Linked DNA regions of Mus musculus: region 1 is linked to region 2. The links are chromatin contacts, called in public promoter capture Hi-C maps. All regions are on one chromosome and are shown on one strand. The core of a region is the stretch at or near the end of the contact, and the rest is flanking DNA. Distances in the headings are between cores, read along the strand shown.

Evidence for each region. Promoter capture Hi-C pulls out the DNA fragments that hold promoters and counts their contacts.
Region 1: a contact with region 2 is called in a promoter capture Hi-C map of hippocampal neurons, with 2.3 times the contacts expected there. The contact joins the enhancer-like site here to the promoter of Slc28a3 in region 2. A contact is called at or near these places in 9 of 39 promoter capture datasets (the 3T3-L1 cell line, 3T3-L1-derived adipocytes, the C10 cell line and 4 more), 1 of 115 datasets of contacts at active chromatin or transcription factors (embryonic stem cells) and 1 of 9 other capture datasets (embryonic stem cells).

Annotation. Positions count from the first base shown.
Region 1 is chr13:59,643,883-59,649,191 of GRCm38.p6, reverse strand. It overlaps Golm1 (golgi membrane protein 1), which reads left to right. Exons shown (of 10, transcript NM_001035122.2): 6 at 3,970-4,099. Among named protein-coding and RNA genes, the nearest start is that of Golm1, 29 kb to the left of the region's middle. Within about 2 kb of position 2,326, at least 55 of the 459 cell types and tissues checked have an H3K27ac peak or open chromatin away from gene starts, as enhancers often do. A contact at or near this core is called in embryonic stem cells and hippocampal neurons, where this site is marked.
Region 2 is chr13:58,608,307-58,613,513 of GRCm38.p6, reverse strand. It overlaps Slc28a3 (solute carrier family 28 (sodium-coupled nucleoside transporter), member 3), which reads left to right and starts at 2,637. Exons shown (of 18, transcript NM_022317.3): 1 at 2,637-2,817. The coding sequence starts at 2,707.

The sequences.
Region 1 (5,309 bases), core at 1,077-3,576, 1.0 Mb before region 2:
ACTGGCTGCTCTAGCAGAGTGCCCGGGTTCAGTTCTCAGCACCCATGTGGTAGCTAACGAACGTCTGTAACTCCATTTCCAAGTGACCTGATACCCTCTTCAGACTTCTGTGGGCTCCTGCACACACATGGTGAGCGTGTGTACACTCAGGTGTACACATACATGTAAAAATAAGTATTTTTCTCAATGTCAAGCATGAGCCAAATAAATGCCTAGAACACTGTGGTGAGATATTGATAGGCTCTTGCTGGATGGTGGTGTGGCAGCCTTGAGGATTTTCCACATTTTACAGTGAGATTGGAGGAGTTTGATCAACACTGAAGCTTTAAAGGGTAGGCCATGCCCAGCAGGAAAACAGCAGAGGACAGATTGCAGGGAGGAGCCTCCAGCCGCCGTCTGTTTAGTTTTCCACCAGTTTAAAGGACAGTGATCCAGGGAAGCTTATGGAAGGAATCACAGCCCAGCCCTGGAGCTGCTGCCCTTTCCCACATTGACTTCTAGTCCATGCTTGTCTGCAGGACTGCAGTCACTTGCTGGTTTGTATTTTCTCACGTACTTGCCTCATACATACGCAGTTCGTATAGCCACGAGGTGTTTCATCATTTAAAAGGTACTTGGGCTTTTATCCTTCTACAAGACAGCATGGGTTTAGCTTGTCACTAGATGTACATTGCTAAATTCCTTGATTTCTTCTGTTTGATCTTGCAATGGGTCTCCCTGGGTAGCTCAGCCTGGCTGGAACTCATCATCTTTCCCCTACCCAAGTGCTGGGATCACTATACAGTACTTCCTAACGGCTTCCTAAAAGTTAAGCAGGCTGTGCAGTCCCCATCGACTGGGAATAGTTGCCTCATGCATACCAGCCTTGCAGCATCCCCATGATCTTTTGAAATACCAGCGACTTGCCTTATTTCTTCCTGGCTACTTCAAACCCCAACACTACAGAAAGCGTGACTTCTGGAGCGCATTCATGTGTTGCACAGTAGCTGGGTGTCGCTGAGCACTGCACCAGTGGGCAGGGACTCTGTATAAACACTGGGGTGGCTGCAGTCTCACTTTTCCTGGCTTTTCTCTGGGCCAAGCAAGACGTTGTCATATCTTACATGCATGACCATTGCTGTTGTGACTATAACTGCAGATGACATGAGCAGACATTCAGCATCAGGAGTCATGACTGACTGGACTGTGAGACTGTGCTGACCTCGTGCCTATCCCTTCAGAGAGAGGCAGTATCTAGAGATGGCTTACTCAGACTTGAGGGAGACTGCTACTGGAATTTGGTGAATAGAGACTAAGGCACTGTCAAATATTCACACTGCCAAGGCAGCTTCCCTCAACCAATTTGTGTCTAGCCCCAAACATTCACAGTGAGCCTCGGAAACTGAGCTAGTGAGGTTGAAATATTGCATACAGATCGGTGTCAAATGCCGTAGTCTTACAGCCTCCAAAAGCCCCTTGCAGCCAGCACTTCCCCCTGTTCAGTAGTCTCACTTGGTTGGTGTTGACAAATCGGAAGTCAGCCATGGGCCAAGAGAGATGCCTGTGTTTGAGCACAGGCAGTGGTAGTGGTGCTGCCCTGGGTTGCAGTTTGAAATCGGTCTTCCTGTGTAGCCCAAACTAGCCTCAAGTTTGTATAGCTCAGACTAGCTGGAACTTGTGACCTTTCTCCCACCCAAGTGCTCAGATCACTTACCGTACTTCCTAATGGCTTCCTTGGAGACACTTGTTTCTAAGACATGAGCAGCTTCGATAGTAGGTCTTTCTGGCTAACAGTGTCTGCCTCACAGGTTGTGCTTAAGGACCCTTCTGCAGATGCAGGAAGCTCTCAGAGGTAATGGCCAGAGACTGATGGAAGCTAGGGATAGCTGTCCTTAAATGTCTGTGATCTAGAGACAAGATGTAAGCATGTTGTTAGCAAATTTGTAACGTGCATAAAATGTTGCTCCCCTCCAGGCATGCATGCCTGCACAGACCTCTGTCAGTCTCCAGGAATGCTGAGGTAGCCACAAGTGGAGGCGAAGGCTTTCTCCCCTCCACTCGCACAAGTTAGTGTCTTTCTGGGAATCAGCAGGCATCCCACGTGACTGTTCTTCCTGGCACACACAACTGAGTGATTACTGCACTCATCAACGCAGCCTTCCTTGCCTTTTTGATCTCTGAGCACTCTGGCTCATCTTCACACTATGAGGGAGCAGCTGGCAAATGCCTGGTCCTGTGTGACACCGTCACCGTGGCCAAAATCTGCACTGTCCTGAGTGCCATTCATGGCCTAGGGTTGTGCATCACTAGAGTTTAGCCAGTTAATCCCCGAGGACCTGCTTTGTGCACAGACATGAAAGAGCCAGCCCCGGACCTCCCAGGAGTTAGCGCTGACCTAGTGTACATTGTCTCAGGATCTAGGCCTTCCTTACGCTGAGCAGTCTGTTCATTTCCCCTGCTGCTTTTGAGATGGAATGTGGGGGCGTGGGCAGATACTGCTGCATTCCTGAGAGGTGGAGGGGGGCCCTCCCTGCTTACTTCTGCAGAATCAAAAGCAAGTGAAGGTGGAAATTCCTCTTCCTAGGCATAAAGGTTCAGGAGTAGAGCATGGCCTGCGGTTAGTTCCTCAGATAGCTAAGTTTCTTCACTCGCTGAGTCCTAGCCCCTTTATGTTCGTCTACCACCTGTGGCTTTGACTGACCCTGGCAAGTTTTTCAGTGACATTTTTTTTTTTTTTGCTTATTCCTTATCTGTCCAAGTTTCGAGCTATCACACGATTGTCTTCTGTGTGTGGGATGTCATGATCCAATGATGCTTTGCATTGCCAGAGGAGATGCTCCAAGTTACGGACTGAGGCTCCAGAGTGCTTCTAACTCAGGCAGGCTGCCCAGTGTGGCCCCTGCAGTCTTCTGGAAACTTGAGTCTTTCGGCTCTGGCTACAGCAGGCAACAGAGCACCTCTTAGCTTCCCCATTTTCTAAGCAAGTGGTTCCAGCTCTGCCTCTGCCCTTTGATGGGATGTTCTCACATTCCAGGTGGAAGGCAGTGCAAGCCTGCAGTGCACACCTCAGTTGAAGGTCTTTGATAGCCAGCTGTCCTCTAGTCAGTCTTGATGCTGTCCAGAGTTCATTCACATGCCACAGGTTGAAGGACTAAGAGTTCCTAAGACTGTTCCACAAGCCACTCACAAGTCCTGAGTGTCCTGTCCCCCAGCCAGCCACACACTAGAGAGTTTACAAATTCAAGGCTACCCGATGTATGCCTTGGTAATTCACCACAGCCACTCACAGAGCAGAGGACAGCTCTCTTTACTCTCAGAGTTTCATTACATAGGGTGCCATGGGAAAACAGCCACCAATAGTTACAGGGCAAGGTCTGAGGAGGCAGAACTTATATTTCTATTGGAATCAAGGAATCCGAGATTCTGTATTTTTACCAGCCAAGAAGCTGTCAAAGCTCAAGGTCCAGAGGTGGTAGCTGAGGTTGGTATGCAGGCGATGATTGATGACGTCATTGGCCATGTGCTCAAGCCCCATCTCCTGGCCCCTTCACCTCCTCTAGGAGGTGGAGCTGAGTATTTCAATCCCTATCCTGAAAGGTTCAGCACCCCAGCACCCCACCCCATGAGCCATCTTATCAACATCACTACATGTCTGGTCCAAGGAGCCCATGGATAAAGATGCTCTGAACACCAGGAAATCACAAGGGTTTCAGGAACTTGTATCGGTAGGCAGCGGTTTTTGATATAGAGAGAAGGGGGGAGGGGGTTGTTTAACGGAACATTAACGAGTCTAGAGTATGGTACCAGCAGGTTTCTTCTGTCATTGAATGGTTGCAGATGGACACTTGCCCTGGTAGTTCTCTTTCAGACCTCATCCTGGGTGGGAAAGGGCTGTTCTGTCTCCTGCTGCAGGGGACGGACTGTGGGCATGGGATCAGGGAGTGCGTGCTTGGGGCATCCACCACACAGCCTTCCATTCGCCTTCACCAGGAACCAGTGTATCAGCCAGATGACCGAGGTGAAGGAACAGTGTGACGAGCGGATAGAGGAGGTCATCAGAAAGCGAAACGAAGCACCGGGTTCCAGAGACCTGGCTGAAACCAACAACCAACATCAGCAGGTAATCTGGGCCTGCTCTGGCCTGGGCATCCAGGAGGTGCCCTCGGCTCTCCTTACCATTTTGTCCTGTTTGTTTGGTTCTCTGTGGTACAACAGAGCAAAGCTTGGTGCCAGGATGTTCTTGTATGCTGGCCCCCAAGCTCAGAGCATTGTCCTTTAAAGTCTCAGCCCCTGTGGAAGAAGTTTGATGCTGTCTAGCTTGAGCACACTAATGATCACACTAGGTCACAATGTTAAATTCTGTGGCCAAGGTCAGCCTGGTCAATATTACCTGTAAGAATATTCCCACTTTCTTCTGATAATTAGAGCATTATCTTTTCTTGTTCTTTCTTTCTTTCTTTCTTTCTTTCTTTCTTTCTTTCTTTCTTTCTTTCTTTCTTTTTAAAGATTTATTTATTTATTATATGTGAGTACACTGTAGCTGCCTTCAGACACACCAGAAGAGGGCATCAGATCCCATTACAGATAGTTGTGAGCCACCCTGTGGTTGCTGGGATTTGAACTCAGGACCTCCAGAAGAGCAGTTAGTGCTCTTGACCGCTGAGCCATCTCTCCAGCCCAGAGCATTATCTTTTCAAAGAATGAGCTTTTGCTTTCACTGATTTTTCTGTTGATTTTTTTTTTTCATTTTAGTTAAGTTATAAGCTAATTCATATATCTTTTCTTCTACTACTTTGACTTTGGATTTAATTGGCTAATTTGTTCCATAGCTTTTGAAGGTATAGTCTTGATTCTTGGATACAGATCTTCCTTTCTCAGGCATGCATTTAGTGCTACAAATATCATTTTAAAAAGCATTGCTTTTACTGCAGCCTATACATGCTAGCAAATTGTCATTTATATTTACCAAGACATTTTTATTTTATTTATCTATATTTTATTTTAACTTTTTGAGGCAGAGTCTCATATAGATCTGTCTGTATGATCAGACAGTCTATATAGATCTGTCTGTCCTGGAACTCACTATGTAGACCAGGCTGGCCTCAAACTCATAGAGATCCATCTGCCTCTGCCTCCCAACAGCTGGGGTTAAGGGCATGATCAAATTATTTTTAAAATAAGACTTTTACTTTAAAAGCTGTGTGTTATTTAAAAGTATGGGTCTTAAGCTCCACTCATTTATAGATTTCCCAGTTATCTTTCTGCTTCCAATTCCTTATTTAATTTTACTGTAGTAGAAGAGCAGACACGGTATGGTTCCTAGTGTAAAT
Region 2 (5,207 bases), core at 1,388-3,887:
CAGCCAGGGCTACACAGAGAAACCCTGTGTTGAAAAAAACAAACAAACAAACAAACAAAAATGAGATTTGGGGACTCCAAGAAGAAAACGGCCCAGAGGAGTTGGGAGACACAGCTACTTCTAACAAATCAGGACTTGAAATCACTCTAGATGATATAAAATCCAGTCCTGGGAAAGAGGAAAGAATTTTCACCTCTTTTTTCTGATTGAATGGCTTGTTTCCAGATTGAGAGCGATAAGCCACATGTAGTTCATAGCAAGGGACCACCATCGTTTCTGATAGACCCATAACTCCAGTCAGCTCTGGTGTTTCATAACAAGCTGGACTCCCATTGGTTCTGAGAGCTTTATCTCCACAGGCTGCAGGTTTCATATAAGATCAACCTGTAGTCTGGATGTGACCATCTGGGGCATCTTAGGGTCAAAGTTATATGTGCAGCTGCCTCGGGTATCAAGTTTTTATGGTGAGGTTGGAGAATGGGAAAGAGTAATTACTGTGTGTATCTTTGTGTGGGGGTGGAGAGAGGTGAGATGGAGTCTGAGTTGAATTCACAATCCTCTACTCTCTCTGAGGTGTACCCCATCATATCTAGCATACCATATCTTTAAAGATTTATTTATTTACTATGTATACAGTGTTCTGCTTACATGTATGCCTACACACCAGAAGAGGGCACCAGATCTCATTATATATGGTTGTGGTTTGCTGGGAATTGAACTCAGGACCTCTGAAAGAGCAGCCAGTGCTCTTAACCTCTGAGCCATCTCTCCAGCCCCACACCATATCTTATAATCAGACCTTAGAGTCCTCTCCGTTCCCAGGTGATAGGCTCAAAAATAACCACGTACTGTATCTTTAGCCAATGGGTAGAAAACACACTGGGTTATGGCTTACTGTCCCAGGCTGGGGATTGAAGCAGGGTCTGTTGCTAGCTCCAAGACTGTAGCATTTACTGGCAGCTGCAAGAATGTGAGCTGTCAGTCAAGTTTCTGTAATTACAGTAAAGCAACCAGAAGCAATGCATAAGCAAACGGGCATGCTTGTATAACAGTCGAATTATTTCCGACACTAGAATTTGACATTAAAAAAGACTTCATCATTACATGTGTGTGTGGGGGTATCCTAGTGCTACAGTGCCAAAGGTCAGGGGTTGATTCTCTCCTTCCACCATTCTCAACACAAAACTTGGGCCTTCAGGCTTGCTTCCCAACCTGATTTTTTTTTTTCCTAAGTCAGAGTCTTATCATTGGCCCTGGCTAGCTGAGACTCACCATCTAGACCACGCTGGTCTCAAGCTTGTTGCAGCCCTGTCTCTGCCTCTGAGCGCGCCATTGCCACACCCAGCCTTAAATTGGAATTTCATGTGACTTTCATGTGACAGAAAATATCCTTCCCTGTGTGCAATAGAAAGTACAAGGGAAAGCTAACTGGAGGAGGAAGAATGAGAATCAGCTGGAGGTGGGAGGGCAACGAGGCTGTGGGGGAGGGGAATCAACCAGAACACGCTAGGACAAATGCATATGAAGATGCCATGGTAAAGCCCATCACTTTTGTATTACGGTCTGAAAACATTAATTTAATGTTTTTTTAAAAATGAAGTATTCTTCCCTTTATTTTTTTTTAATTTATCCAATAACCTAAAACACACTCAAGCCATATAAAAATGGGTAGTGGGTTGGATTAAGCTTGTATGTTGTAGTTTGATGACTTGGAACAGGGTAAACCCTATTTGAACCCACACGATAGGTTCTGATAAGTCTGTGTTATCCGGGGTCTAGTAGTGAAAATAAAGGCCATGAGCTTCATTAAGAAATCAGCAAAAAACAATGGTCACTTTAGCAACTATTCATAAAATCATCACCCAGATAAGGCCTGTAGGAAGAGGGGTTCCCCTACTTTCATGTCTATTGTCTCCCAGTATCAAACTTTATCATTCTAGTTCTTCACTAATGAGAAGCTACATGACCATAATGAAGAAGGAGAAGAAGAAGAAGAACAAGAAGAAGAAGGAGGAGGAGGAGGAGGAGGAGGAGGAGGAGGAGGAGGAGGAGGAGGAGGAAGAGGAAGAGGAAGAGTGAGGAGGAGGAGGAGTGAGGAGAACAAGACGAAGAAGGAGCTATACAGTGAGTGTGTGGTTCATTTAAAATACTAAGAAGTATACATAAGGGAGTGAACAGTCTCCTTCCACGCGTGGCCAGCCCATCTCTGCAATTCTGTTCTTGGGGTTTGGAGATCCTCGGGGTAAAGTGGGGGGGGGGGCAGTGAAAAGCTCTGCAGGCCAGACCTGCACCTGATTCTCATCCTTTTATTGTCTTTCCCCGTATCTCAAGTTTCCCCAGGCGGAATACGAAGTCATGCATACTGTATCTTCCACATGTCTGGCGTAGATGCAGCAACACCTGCCTAGCCCCCAACACCGTCCACAGGAAGTAGGCGATTTTGCAAAGGACTACAGAGAAAACGGCGGGTTCCCGTTTGTGATGAGAAATCTATGCTGAGCATCCCTGGAAAGAGGAATGGGGTGGGCGTGCTCAAAAAGAGGCCTCACCCCGCCCTTCTGCCCGCCCCTCCTGCTCCACCTCAACCAGGTTCCAGCCCAAGTCATTTAAAAGGTTATTGGAAAGGTTTCCAAACTGAGGTAGCAGCAGGTGGCCCTCTGACATAGCAGAGGTGGTGCTTGCTCTCTCTCTGTCTCTGAGCAGAGGATGTCCAGGGCAGACCCGGGAAAGAATTCCGAGCCCAGTGAGAGCAAGATGAGCCTGGAGCTGAGGCCAACAGCCCCCAGCGACCTGGGCCGCAGCAATGAAGCCTTTCAGGTGAGCAGGGCTAAAGGGGACCAAATAACCCGCTGTTGTGAGAGAAGTAAGGAGAGTAGTTAAGAGAGCCTAGCAGAGCCGTGGGCTCCCTGCGGTGCAGCAAGAATGTTAATTCTTTTATGGGTACGCTTTAAGCCCTTTTTTTTTTCTTCCAACTTGGACTCGTCTGGGTTGGTAAACCTGAAAAGTCTCTTTCAAAGTCTAGTCTTGATCTGGACTGCCCTCCTCACTCCGGAAACAAGCTGCCTTCCTCTCCCTTCCTTGCCCCTGGACTCACAAACAAGTTTCAGGATTTATCCTCAGGTTCCTTCTCCAAGACCTGGGCAGGGGAGAGCAGGCACCTCAGCCCAGGTGGAATGGAGCCAGGATGGCCTACTTATGCAAAGCATATCGTCAGCCACGACTGCCTAGTATCGGGGCTGGGTGCCACAGGTGGCCCGTGAGGGAGGCCGGTCCCTGAGCTGTAATACCCCGCCTGCCAGGAACCTGGATTTGAGTTGCTCCTTATTTGACATGCAACACGAGAGTTTTGAAAAGACAGGGAAGGCTCAGTTACCCTTGGGTTTCCTGGGCACTTAATGGGCAGAACATAATTTTTAAATAATAACACAAGTGGCAGGCAAAAGTGCCTGCATAAACCTCGTCTCCTCCCCCACTACTGGCCTTTAGTCACAACGGTGCCCAGCCCATAGTTTATAGGTATAAGGAAATTAAACTGATAAAAGACAAGTTGATGGGAAGGGGGTGGGGGAGCGTGTAATCTCTACCAGCGTTTTAAATTTCACATGCATTGTGTCTCAGAAAAAAAAGAGGCAGCGTGTCCACAGGAGTCAACTCCAGGGCATATACACGGTACCGTTTATGTGTAGTGTGCACAGTACCGTTTATGTGTAGTGTGGAGAGCCAAGAGAGCCAAGACAAGAGGCTGGGGCTTTAGGGTCCCAATAAATGAATGCAAAATGATTAGAATGTTTGGAGAGTTAGTAGAAGTCAAGGGTCATTGTCTCCAGGTTTATTTGTGCAGACTTGTCTCGGAACCGTGCCTGCTGACACCTCTTCCCTGAGTGCAGGATGGAAGGGAAATCTGTGGGCTTCATTAGGAAGACCAGGAGGGTGGAGGCTGCTTTCGCTTCAATGTCTTCAGCTCAACACATTCTAATGTGACACTGGCCTACTTGGAATCTGACGTAGCCTGACTCCCCTCATAAGCATGAGGAAGGGAGGGAGCACCTCAGACTTGAGAGCTGCCATTCAGAAGAGAGCCAGGGTTGGTGTAGGAGACAGTCAAAGTGAACAGTCAAAGTGGAAGTGGTTTAGGGGCGAAGGGGATCTGAGGAGGTCTTTGTCACCCAGCAACTGGCCGCACAGACAGAATGTGCAGTCGGGATTCCATTTATTTAAACCCTGTTGCTCTATCCCAGCAGGACATAGCCAGGTTTCGGTGTTCTTAGCTGGTAAGCCAAGTCCAGCCGTCTACCACTGCCCAGACACCATCCTGGCAAACAGAGTTCAAGCTACTCTTTCTTGTTTTACCAGAGCTTTGTAAACTTGAATTTATTGGGCAGACTCATTAGGTGCCCCCCTTACTATGACGGCCCGCACTAAGAGGGAATGGGGGTCGGTTCAAGGAGACAGCCATAGCTTCTGCCCTCAAGAAACAGAGCAGGGCAGTAATCCACAGGAAGATACAGCAGAAAATGATGATCACTGTGGAGTTGGAGCTGAACCCACTGGGGAGCCATGAGGGTACCGTGGTGTAGTGAGACTTCAGGTGGGGCTGCCTGCTGAGCAGAGGAGGGGTCAGTGGAGCAAGAGAGGCAGTAGGCTTCATAGGCTTAGGGGTATAAGAGAGAGTGACGTGCCTGCAGTGGGGGTGGGGCAGGCGTGCAGGGTGAGGAGGAGAGTGGTGCCCCCCCCCACACAATGTGAACCATATGAGCTAATGTGCTTAAGAGGAAGTCTGCATTGCCAGGTTATCACAGGTGCTTCTCATGACCTTGTTGAAGGATGAGTGTGTGTGGAGACCGGGAATGAGCTACTTGCTCCAGGGTGAAGAGTCAGGGTGGGGACAGGGTGTAAGAGACGGTCCCTCGGAACTTCTGGTTTTCCTCTGTTAGATAGGATCAGAATGCTCTCTATGTCAGGGCTGTTGAGAAAATCCACTGTGTGAATCTCCCACTCTGTAAAGAAGTGTGTATAGGACACACATACGTGCTCTTGAGGTGCAGTAGCCTTGGCTACAGAAAGTGAAGTTTTCTAATCCAGGATGTCAGCTTGGAAGACACTCCTCTTGTCTAGCAAGGACATCCAAGAGAAAGGCTGGCACAAGGTAAGGAGTAAGTTCCTCTTGAAGCCAGTTGGTTGGGATTCCAAGTGTCTCCATCAAGTGT